Linked DNA regions of Gossypium hirsutum: all the other regions are linked to region 3. Evidence: chromatin contacts called from public Hi-C data. All regions are on one chromosome and are shown on one strand. Each heading gives the region's core, a stretch centred on a gene start, on an enhancer-like site or on the middle of the called end of the contact. The rest is flanking DNA. Distances are from core to core; before and after follow the strand shown.

Region 1 (2,862 bases), core at 255-2,754, 170 kb before region 3:
ACCTAGAAAGATAACCCATTACACATATAGGTATTAGCTTTTACAAGCTTTCAGAGAAACTTGTGTTTACGTTCTTATTTTAGGTTTCGGAGTTTAATTTTATCTCCATCTTTGTACTTTTCGTTTTTATCGTTATAGTGAAATTATCTTTGCCCGTTGTTTTTTATCCTCTTGGGAGGGGGTTTTCACGTAAAATATTTTTGTTGAATCTTTTCAATTTTCTTCGATATTTTACTTGTTCGTTACTTAATTGAGTTTATCCCCAACAATATACTTATATTTAAACACATATAATTAAAGCCATGTAAATTTGTGGTTTTGATAAATCTAAAAACTCATAACCCCTAAAAAATCAATAAATTTGTGATTTTAATAAGCTTCATTCATGATCGTGTCAATAGAATTATCAATAGAGGAACCCGATTTTTCCTATGAAACCTAATTTGTTTGCAATAAAAGAAGTAATTTTTTTGGGGTTTTGATTTTTCTAACTTGAATTTTGGGGTTTTCTTTGTTTTTTTTGTAATATTTTCAATTTTTAGACACATATTTTTATACTTTATAATTTCTTTTATATTTTAAAAATTATATAATTTTTATATATTTTCTTTTAATTTTTTAAATATTTTTATAAAAAAATAGATTATGACATCATTAGTGTCATGTGCCACAACCTAAGAGTGCCATGTGTCCTATATTTAACACTGTTTACAAGAAAACACTAAAACCCTTGACGGAATGAAAATTCGGGTGCCAACTTGAGACAAAAAAAAATCATAAGTACCAAAGTGAGAAAAAAAGTGTTAAGTTCGGGGGGCTAAATGCATATTTGAGCCTTATAATTATAATTAAATATAAACACATATAATTATATAAATAATATAATATTTTGTACTTTTTCATAATATATAATTTATATTTAATTATACGTGTTTGAGGATCAAATTGATAGAATATATAAGTATTGAGGACTAAAAATGTTATTATACCAATTAGAGAAAGGCCAAATAGAAATATACTTAATAATGGGTGACTAATTCTATAATTTACCCTAAATAATATTAGATGTGAAATGAAATGTGTAAAGTCTAAATTGATGTGTAGAAAGATGTAAAAATTATAATTTGTTTAGAAGTTTGAAAAGGATGGAGTAACTAACAATTAATTATGCTAAAAAATTAGCAATATGAGAAGAAAAAGTAAAAAGAGATCACTCATTCATTGGTTTCACTTTAAAATAGTAGTCACCAATACAGTCACCAATAATATGGCTAAACATTTATTTTGGATCCTATGCGAAGACGCACGATAAAGATGGCACCGTCTGGAGTGGACTAAAAATAGAGAGCCCAACAAGACAAAAAAATCTAAATGTCCAAGTCAATCAATATCATAACGTCATGGACAATTTTGTCCCAACACTCACCCTGCTAAAAGTTTCCTCATTTTCATATCTGAAACAAACACAGAGAGGTGGTCCCCTTACCTTTTTCCTACTTTTGTCTATTCTTCTCCGTTTCTTCCCTGTAGACGCCTCACGCGTTTTCCCCTTCCTATTTCCCACAGTTGTGCCACGATCATTTTGTAGTTGTACGCCGTCAGCTTTCTTCAACAATTGACCTTTCTCTCTAACCCTCCTTTGTTTTTCTTTACTCTTTCCCCTTCTCTCAATCGCTCTTTCATCTACTAATGAATCAGCTTGTTTTCTTCTTCTTCTTCTTTTTGTTTGGAAAACTTTGTCTCTGTGATCCAAGAGCTACCGAGGCTGCTTTGATATGCACCAACACAACCGCTTCAATAACGGCGCGCAAATCCTTCGTGGCGAACTTCTTGGCGGTGCTGGACAGCTTTACGCCGCTCATCGTGCGCCAGAGGTACGCCGTCGTTGTCAAAGGAAGCGGTGACACCAGAGTGTACGGCTTTGGCGAGTGCATGAAAGACCTTGAGCAAGGAGACTGTAACATCTGCTTTGCTCAGTGCAAAGCGCAGATCATGAGATGTCTCCCCTTTCAGATAGGCACGCGTGGAGGCAGGCTTTTCTACGATGGTTGTTATTTAAGGTACGATGATTATAACTTCTTTGACGAAAGTTTGAGTGAAACAGACCGAACTGTTTGTGCTACAAAGGATGTTGGCTTGAGTAACGAGACAGGTTTTAGAGCAAATGTAATGCAGTTGGTAAGAAACTTGACCGTGGAAGCTCCAAAGAATGATGGATTCTTCGTAGGGTCTATGGGTAAAGGGAATAATGTGTCGGTTTATGGATTGGCTCAGTGCTGGGAATTGGTGAATGCGAGTGCTTGTGAAGATTGCTTGGTCAATGCAGTTTCTAGGATTAGTTCATGTCTTCCCAAGGAAGAAGGGAGGGTGCTGAATGCTGGTTGCTACTTGAGGTACTCAACCAATAAGTTTTATTACAATTCAACTGCTCCACCAGTTGGTGGGAATCGAGGTAGGTTCAAGTTTTTGTTTATGTTTCTTCCTCCTTTTCTTTAGCTTTAAATATTTTCACTGACACAATATATAATGTTACAATGTTCGTCAGGAAGAAGAAAATTAGCTATTATCCTGGCAACGACATTCTCCACTATGGCTCTAGCACTGATCTTTGCAACAGCGATTTTCTTTGTGAATAAGAAGCTTGTGAAGAAAAGACAAGGTATGGATCGATCCTTGTCATTAAAGATCTTGAAATGTCTTTTTTTTTTTTTTTGGTTACCTTAATTGTGCAATATGAAATTCATTGGTTTTCCTTGGGCATAGAGAGTAAGCAACTAGGAGCATTATCACCCCTCCTGAACAAGTCCAAGTTGAATCTCTCATACGAATCTCTGGAAAAGGCTACGAATTACTTTAGCGACA
Region 2 (3,300 bases), core at 227-2,726, 130 kb before region 3:
TGATGCAACATTTTTTACATATAATTCTATCAGCGAAAGAGTAAAAAAATACACGTCGAGATTAACCAAAAATATCCCATTAACAAACACTAACTTCGAGTACAACTTAAAATTATCTACACCTTTTAAGACCCTTTTTCACGATTTGGCTTTTAAGTTCTAAAATTTTCATAAGCTTGTAATTCTCTATTACCATCTAATGTCTTTAAAGTTGTTTTATTATTATTATTATATATAATTGTACTTTTTTGAACAGATTGATTTAATAAAATTATATTATTTACATCAATATTGTTTGTATTTGTCTTCAATGATTTTTGCCCGCAAAGAAAAATAAACAAGTAAATATTGGCTCAATGACTACTTGATGTTTAATTCATATTAAGTTGCATTATGTGATTAGATTATTATGTGATAAGATGGCTTATATTAGTAGGTAATATAAATGATCCATAGTCTAATTGGAATTGAGCAAATTGATTAAAAGCCTATTATGCCATTTATCAAGTCCAATTAGGAAAATATTTTGTCTTAGGTATCGTAGCAACTGACTCTCAAAATGTAAAAATATAAATGTGATTGTTTGGATTCACAATACATTAGACAAGACTCAAGTAGAATAAATCCTAGATTTGTTTAAAGATTTATTCATCAATGACATTCATAAAGTGTCTTACCTCTATCCAAAGTAAGTGATGGATTATGTGCGCCTAACTCGTATATTTTGATATACTGAAAGCCTGTGTTTAATTGATAATTAATAGAACTGAAAGCTAATACTTGGGTATATGACTTTTGATGATGGATTATTTGTTATATCAAAATATTAAAAAATTAAAGCTAACAGGATGAGTCATGCCGACCACACTCACCAAACCAAATTGTCAATATAAAGAGAATAGTGTAAGAGAAGATGACGATTAACATAGTGATTAGAGGTTGTGCGAAGAGTCAATGTAACACCCCTTACTCGCATCAATGATCAATACAGATGAATGGTGTCACATTGAGATAATCTTCACATTTATATAATTTCTTTTTAACAAAATTTATCATGTAAATGATTTAGATAAATCTAAGTAAACACTATTCTAAAATTTGAAAGCTTTTGGACACCTCAAAACAAATTTAAGCACACATTTATCTTGACAACACGGTTAAAAGAATTCAACACCATTTTAGCTTGAAAATATTGAAAATATTATACATATGAAGAAAACACCACAAAGCTTACAAGCGTAATAAATAATACACTTAATCTATGTATATATCATTTTAAGCTCATCTAATACAAGCTAAATTCTCTAAACCAATCAAATCTTGTATGGAAATGTGATTCTCCCAATACATGATAGCTTCTCAGAATAGTTATTTTACCTACGCGTTTTAAACAATTAACACATCAAGCTCACAAAGCTTAATAAATTACCGATTATAAATAGTTTAGAACTAAATAATGACAGAAACATATGAAAAATAAAAACTCTAACCAAACATAGTATAATTGTTTATTATATTCTTTTCTGGAAAATGGAATGATAAAAACACCATACCAAATTAATGGGCAGAGGCCAATGAATCTATTCCTTGACGAATTTTCATTTCTTTATGAAAACCCATCTGAATTTTGTTTGAAAAGAACTTTTAGATGAGTGAGCAGTGTGAGTTAATTTACACAAAATTCACTAATACATGTTCCGTGACAAGAAATATGCAGAGACAAGGGAATTTCTTCGTATAAAAGAAGAAAAAAATTCAACTCTCTTACCGTGGTTTTCTTCCCTTTTCCTATTCTCTATTTTACTTGCCTGGCTTTTGTCTTGTTTCTTAAAAGGTTGGCGTCCCACTTCCCACCGCTTCACTAACGCGCAGGAAATCAGCTTCTTGCTTTGAATTTTAAACCCTAAGCTAATCCTCACTTCCACTTCTGCATTCCAATTATTGCTCTTCTTTTCTGCGAGTCAAGTTGTTTGCTGTTCATTGCACTTAAGGTAAGTTCTTTTTCTGTTTATGGTATTTGTAGATCTGTTGTTGTTTTCTGGGTCTTAAATCAAAGTGTTTATGTGATCTGATATATCTTGAGTTGTAGACATAATTAATAATTTGGTCGAAGAATAAAACAGACAATTCTACATTCATTTGGGATTAATTGTCAGTTTGAACTTTGAACAACCGACCCTATGCCTTCTGTTTTTGTTGATTAATGCTTTTATGGGTATGGCTCAGTTAAGCCAGCAAGTGCAACAAGCCAAACGATCTTCTTTTGCAGCTTCTCTTTTTATTTATACCATCCAAATTTTGATTGTTATTTATCAAGTTATGAAAGGTTTCCAATCATTTCTTACCATCTGTTTTCTTTAAAGAAACAAATATTCATACATGGATGAAATATATTAAAAAACTAATGACATGTTTTAATTTAAAAGAGGAATAAAACATTTTTATATGAATTTTGTTTTAATATTGGAAAATGCCGTGACATTTATAATAATCGGGTCCTATTGCAACGTGTTCTACTATAAACGTGGGTGGTACCGACATTTCTAAACACCAATAACTGGTAGTTGTATTAATTTTAATAATTAGATTGGGATTAAATACGTTAAAAGTGTTTTCTGAATTAGGTTACATTCACTCCTGTTATTGTTCAAAGGTAATAAAATATTTAGACCAAGTTGAGTCAATTTGAATTTAAGAGCCCTTTGTATGACAGACAACTGCCGAGTAGCTTGTCTCTGTTTCGAGATGACCCAATATGAACACGATACCTTGCCATATTTTTTAATTACTTATTCAATTCAATCTAGTTTTCCAGGTGGGCCATTTTCTCTCGCCTTTCGTGGTCAGTTCTTTGACAAAATTGCCAAGGACAATTAATTTTACAACAATTTTTCAATTTCTTTGGTATTTCTCAATTTGTATTTATCTTTTTCTTTGGTATCTCTATGATTTGCATTTTCTTTTCAGTTCATTGATAAATTCACTGTTGATGGAACTTGACCAATGTCTTGAGCCTTGTAGTAGATGATTTAGCTTCTCTAACCTTCAAAGTAACCGTAAAAAATGGATAAACCAGTTCAGGTAGTCGGTTCTGGATATATTTTCTTGGTTCTTATGGGGTTTCTGGCATTACTTGAAGGAGTGAAAGGAGATCCAAGAGCCAAAACAGTGAATATTTCATGTGGCCACCAACTTGAGCACAACGGGACCATCTATGTTTCTAACTTTGTTGCTACAATGGAGAATATCAGTGAACAGATGCGTGATTCAGGCTTTGGGACAGCAGTTACAGGTTCTGGG
Region 3 (3,194 bases), core at 513-3,012:
GAAGCAGTGTCATCAAGCTCGCCTCTCATATCCAAAGGATAAGGCTTTCCCTCAACCAATGTGAAAGGGTTCATCTCAAGGAAAGTAAAGTCAAGATCTAACATTTTGGCATTTTGAAACATGAAAGAGTTAATGTTAAGCTCCAAATGTTGATATGAATAGTACTAGATTCAAAACCGATATATGGCATACCTTGAAATAGAGTAAAGATCACTTTGATGAACTGCTCAATTTCTCCTTTGACCTATAATTAAAGAACATACAATTTTTCAAAGATTCAGAGCGGATTTTGCAGCATGCATATATATATATATATATTCAGATGTATTTGGTAAATCCATCTAGAGTTGTCTGTTGGACAAGGAAGGAATGTGCGCAAGTTATGAAATGGAAAATCTGACATTGGAAATTAATGACCAAAAATACTTGTGAAACTACAATCAAGATGCAGGAAGAGCACACAAAAGCAATTAAGTATTAGGAAAAATTACCTCCAAGGGAAGGGTTGCAACAAGTGGAGCAATAGTTTCTGAGGCGAAAGATGAATCAGTTGGGATAAATATGGTTTTTACCTGTATTAAGGTAACTCTGTAAGAATACAAGAAATAAAGATCAAGTGATGAAGAATTCTAGTTTAGGTTACAGTACCTTGTCCCAGTTCTCTTCAATTTCAATTCCTCCACACTCTGAAAAGCTAATGCTACAACCAAGACGCTCGGAGACGATGTTAAGGTAGTACTCTTCATTGTGAGGGATGAAAGGTTCAACAATGAATGTTGTAACAGGTCCTTTACATCCACTCATTTCCACCTGCAAGTCATGGAGAGGTAAACACAAAGTCGAACCTTAAACCTTACAGTGTCAAATGAAAGGGTAGGTGAAAACAAATTTAGTGAACCTCTTTGCCGAGGCGCTCTTTCACAAATGCAGTAACTTGAGCGAAATCAAGATTCAAGCCAACCAAACCACTCTTCCCACGCTTTCCAAACAACATATCAGGCTTGACAACCAGTTTCTGCGACAAAAGCCATGGCTCCTTCTCTACTAGCTCATTGAAATCAGTTGACTCCGTCACCTAAACTCAGCAGCACAACCAAACAAACAATTTGAAATTCAACACTCGCAATAATCATCAATTAATGGATCGAGGAAAGATAAACATCCTCCGAAACTTTATTCAAAACTTCCTGATCTAGACAGACTGTTATTCTTCCCTCAAAAGAGAAAGGCAGACAGTTTGTTCATTTATCTTAACTTTGTTTTGAAATCAGTTGAAATTTGCTGAGCAAACAAAATAGTAGTAAAATAAAGCTGAAAATGGGAAATATTGAATGAGAAAAAGAGATCCAGAAGGAGAAAATGAACTGACTTGTGCAGATTTGATGGGCAAATCGTAGGCGGAAAACCTTTTGAAGTGCTGCTTCAACAATCTCTTGGAATCGTACTCTCTGATCTTCTTGCGTGCCATTTCTTAGTTTCTTTTCTTGTTCTCTTCTCTGGAACCAATTCAGAGCTGAAACCTTTGTAACTCAGATCTAAACAAAGAGAATATATGTAATGAAAATGAGAGGAAAAAAGTACCGTTGAAAGACAGGCGGAGGTAGTTAGAGCTACTGCGTTCGAAACTCTGTTGTGTCACCTTAGTTCCGTTTGGTGAATTTATAGCTGATGATATTTTTTTTTTCTCCCTTGTATTTATTTATTTCTGTTCATTGCTGAAATCAAACATATGCCGCACCTAACCGCTCCATACCAAAATTTCAACAAATAAGTAACAATTATTAATTATTAATACCAAATTTTGTCATCATAAAATAAATGTTGTTTTAATTTTTGGTTGATGATTATATCACAAATTAATTTATTTGTCTTTTTTTTCTTTTAAAATTCAGTATTATTAAGTTTTGATATTTTAAAATAATCCGACACACTCAAACAAAATATAATTTTAAAGAATTAATTTATTTTAATAGTCTATATTTTTATAATTTTAAAGAATTAAATCAAATTTTTATCATTTTTAGAGATTAAAATGTAATTTTATCATTACTAATTTAAGATTTTATAAATTATAAAATATTTAAATGAAAGGTTTTCAGATATATTTTTAGTTTTTCATATTTATATAAATTATAAAAAATTTTGGTCAAAATTAGCGGATGAACCACAAGAAAAAGAGAAATGCAAAAAACCTGGAATTTAATAATAAAGGAATTGCTTCATTTAAAAAACATGGGTTTTGGTTGAATGAGTGAGTCATAAAACTAGTCTATTCTATTTTCAGTCCAAATGTTGGAACTTTAAGATGGAGAAGAGTAACATGAAGAAGACATAAGAATTAAGATTCAATTTTAACCGTTGATTACCTTTTTTGACGGTGATGGCTAAAGGCTACCTATTCCAGTCCATATTTTGGAATTTTTGAATATGAAAATTCAGTTTCGAATACTGTTTCAATATCAATTTTTTATTATTAATATAATATTATTTTATATATAATAATTTGAATTTTTTTAATAAAAATCCAAAAATTTTAAATAAAAATTTTAAAAATGGAAACAGCCTCTTCAAAATTTAAAATAATTTTAAACTTTTTCATATTTTCACCAAAAAAAAATTAAAAGTTATCAAAAATTAATTTTTCTTACAAATTTTGAAGATGATTTTCATAATTTTTGGAAATTTCACATTCTTTTTCATTTTTTAAATTATTATAACTTTTTTTTTAAATTTAGAATTTCTATTGAAAAAATGAAATAAAATTATAACTTTTATGTATTCTTTATATTTTTAAAATTATTTTTATTAAAAATTGAAAAAATCAAAATTTTTTATATTTTGTTTATTTTTAAAAATTAAAGAGTTTTTTTAATATATATTTTTTATAAATTTTTTATATTCTTTATAGTTTTTAAATTATTCATTGACATGATATATAAAAAAACAAAGTAAAATTGTAACATAATTTGTCCAATTTAATTCAAAGTAAAAAGATTGTCTAAAATAAAGCGTAAATATCAAATTAAGTAAAATGTAAAAATTGAAAATTAAATTTATTATTATATCTTATATATAAAATAAAAAAATAAATAGATTATTTTGGTTTTTTGATAATACGTTGCGATTGATTTACAGTTAGAGAAATTAAAAGGATTTTCACCTTTTGTTTTTAAAAACAAATAAAAGAATATTTA

What was found. Hi-C and Micro-C count contacts between places; a contact is called where the count stands out from the background.
Region 1: a Hi-C map of leaf shows a contact between it and region 3, with 1.8 times the contacts expected there. The contact joins the promoter of LOC107928699 here to the promoter of LOC107946231 in region 3. A contact is called at or near these places in 2 of 34 Hi-C or Micro-C datasets (both in leaf).
Region 2: a Hi-C map of leaf shows a contact between it and region 3, with 3 times the contacts expected there. The contact joins the promoter of LOC107928689 here to the promoter of LOC107946231 in region 3. A contact is called at or near these places in 10 of 34 Hi-C or Micro-C datasets (callus, hypocotyl, leaf and 2 more).

The regions. Positions count from the first base shown.
Region 1 is chrA12:89,803,908-89,806,769 of Gossypium_hirsutum_v2.1, reverse strand. It overlaps LOC107928699 (cysteine-rich receptor-like protein kinase 3), which reads left to right and starts at 1,504. Exons shown (of 7, transcript XM_041083032.1): 1 at 1,504-2,452; 2 at 2,546-2,659; 3 at 2,764-2,862. The coding sequence starts at 1,690.
Region 2 is chrA12:89,763,843-89,767,142 of Gossypium_hirsutum_v2.1, reverse strand. LOC107928689 (cysteine-rich receptor-like protein kinase 2) reads left to right here and starts at 1,476. Exons shown (of 8, transcript XM_016859941.2): 1 at 1,476-1,991; 2 at 3,140-3,300. The coding sequence starts at 3,238. All of the region lies in intron 7 of LOC107928690 (cysteine-rich receptor-like protein kinase 2), which reads left to right.
Region 3 is chrA12:89,633,517-89,636,710 of Gossypium_hirsutum_v2.1, reverse strand. LOC107946231 (ATP-citrate synthase alpha chain protein 1) reads right to left here and starts at 1,762. Exons shown (of 13, transcript XM_041083031.1): 1 at 1,582-1,762; 2 at 1,370-1,496; 3 at 899-1,075; 4 at 649-810; 5 at 492-572; 6 at 193-244; 7 at 1-97. The coding sequence starts at 1,468.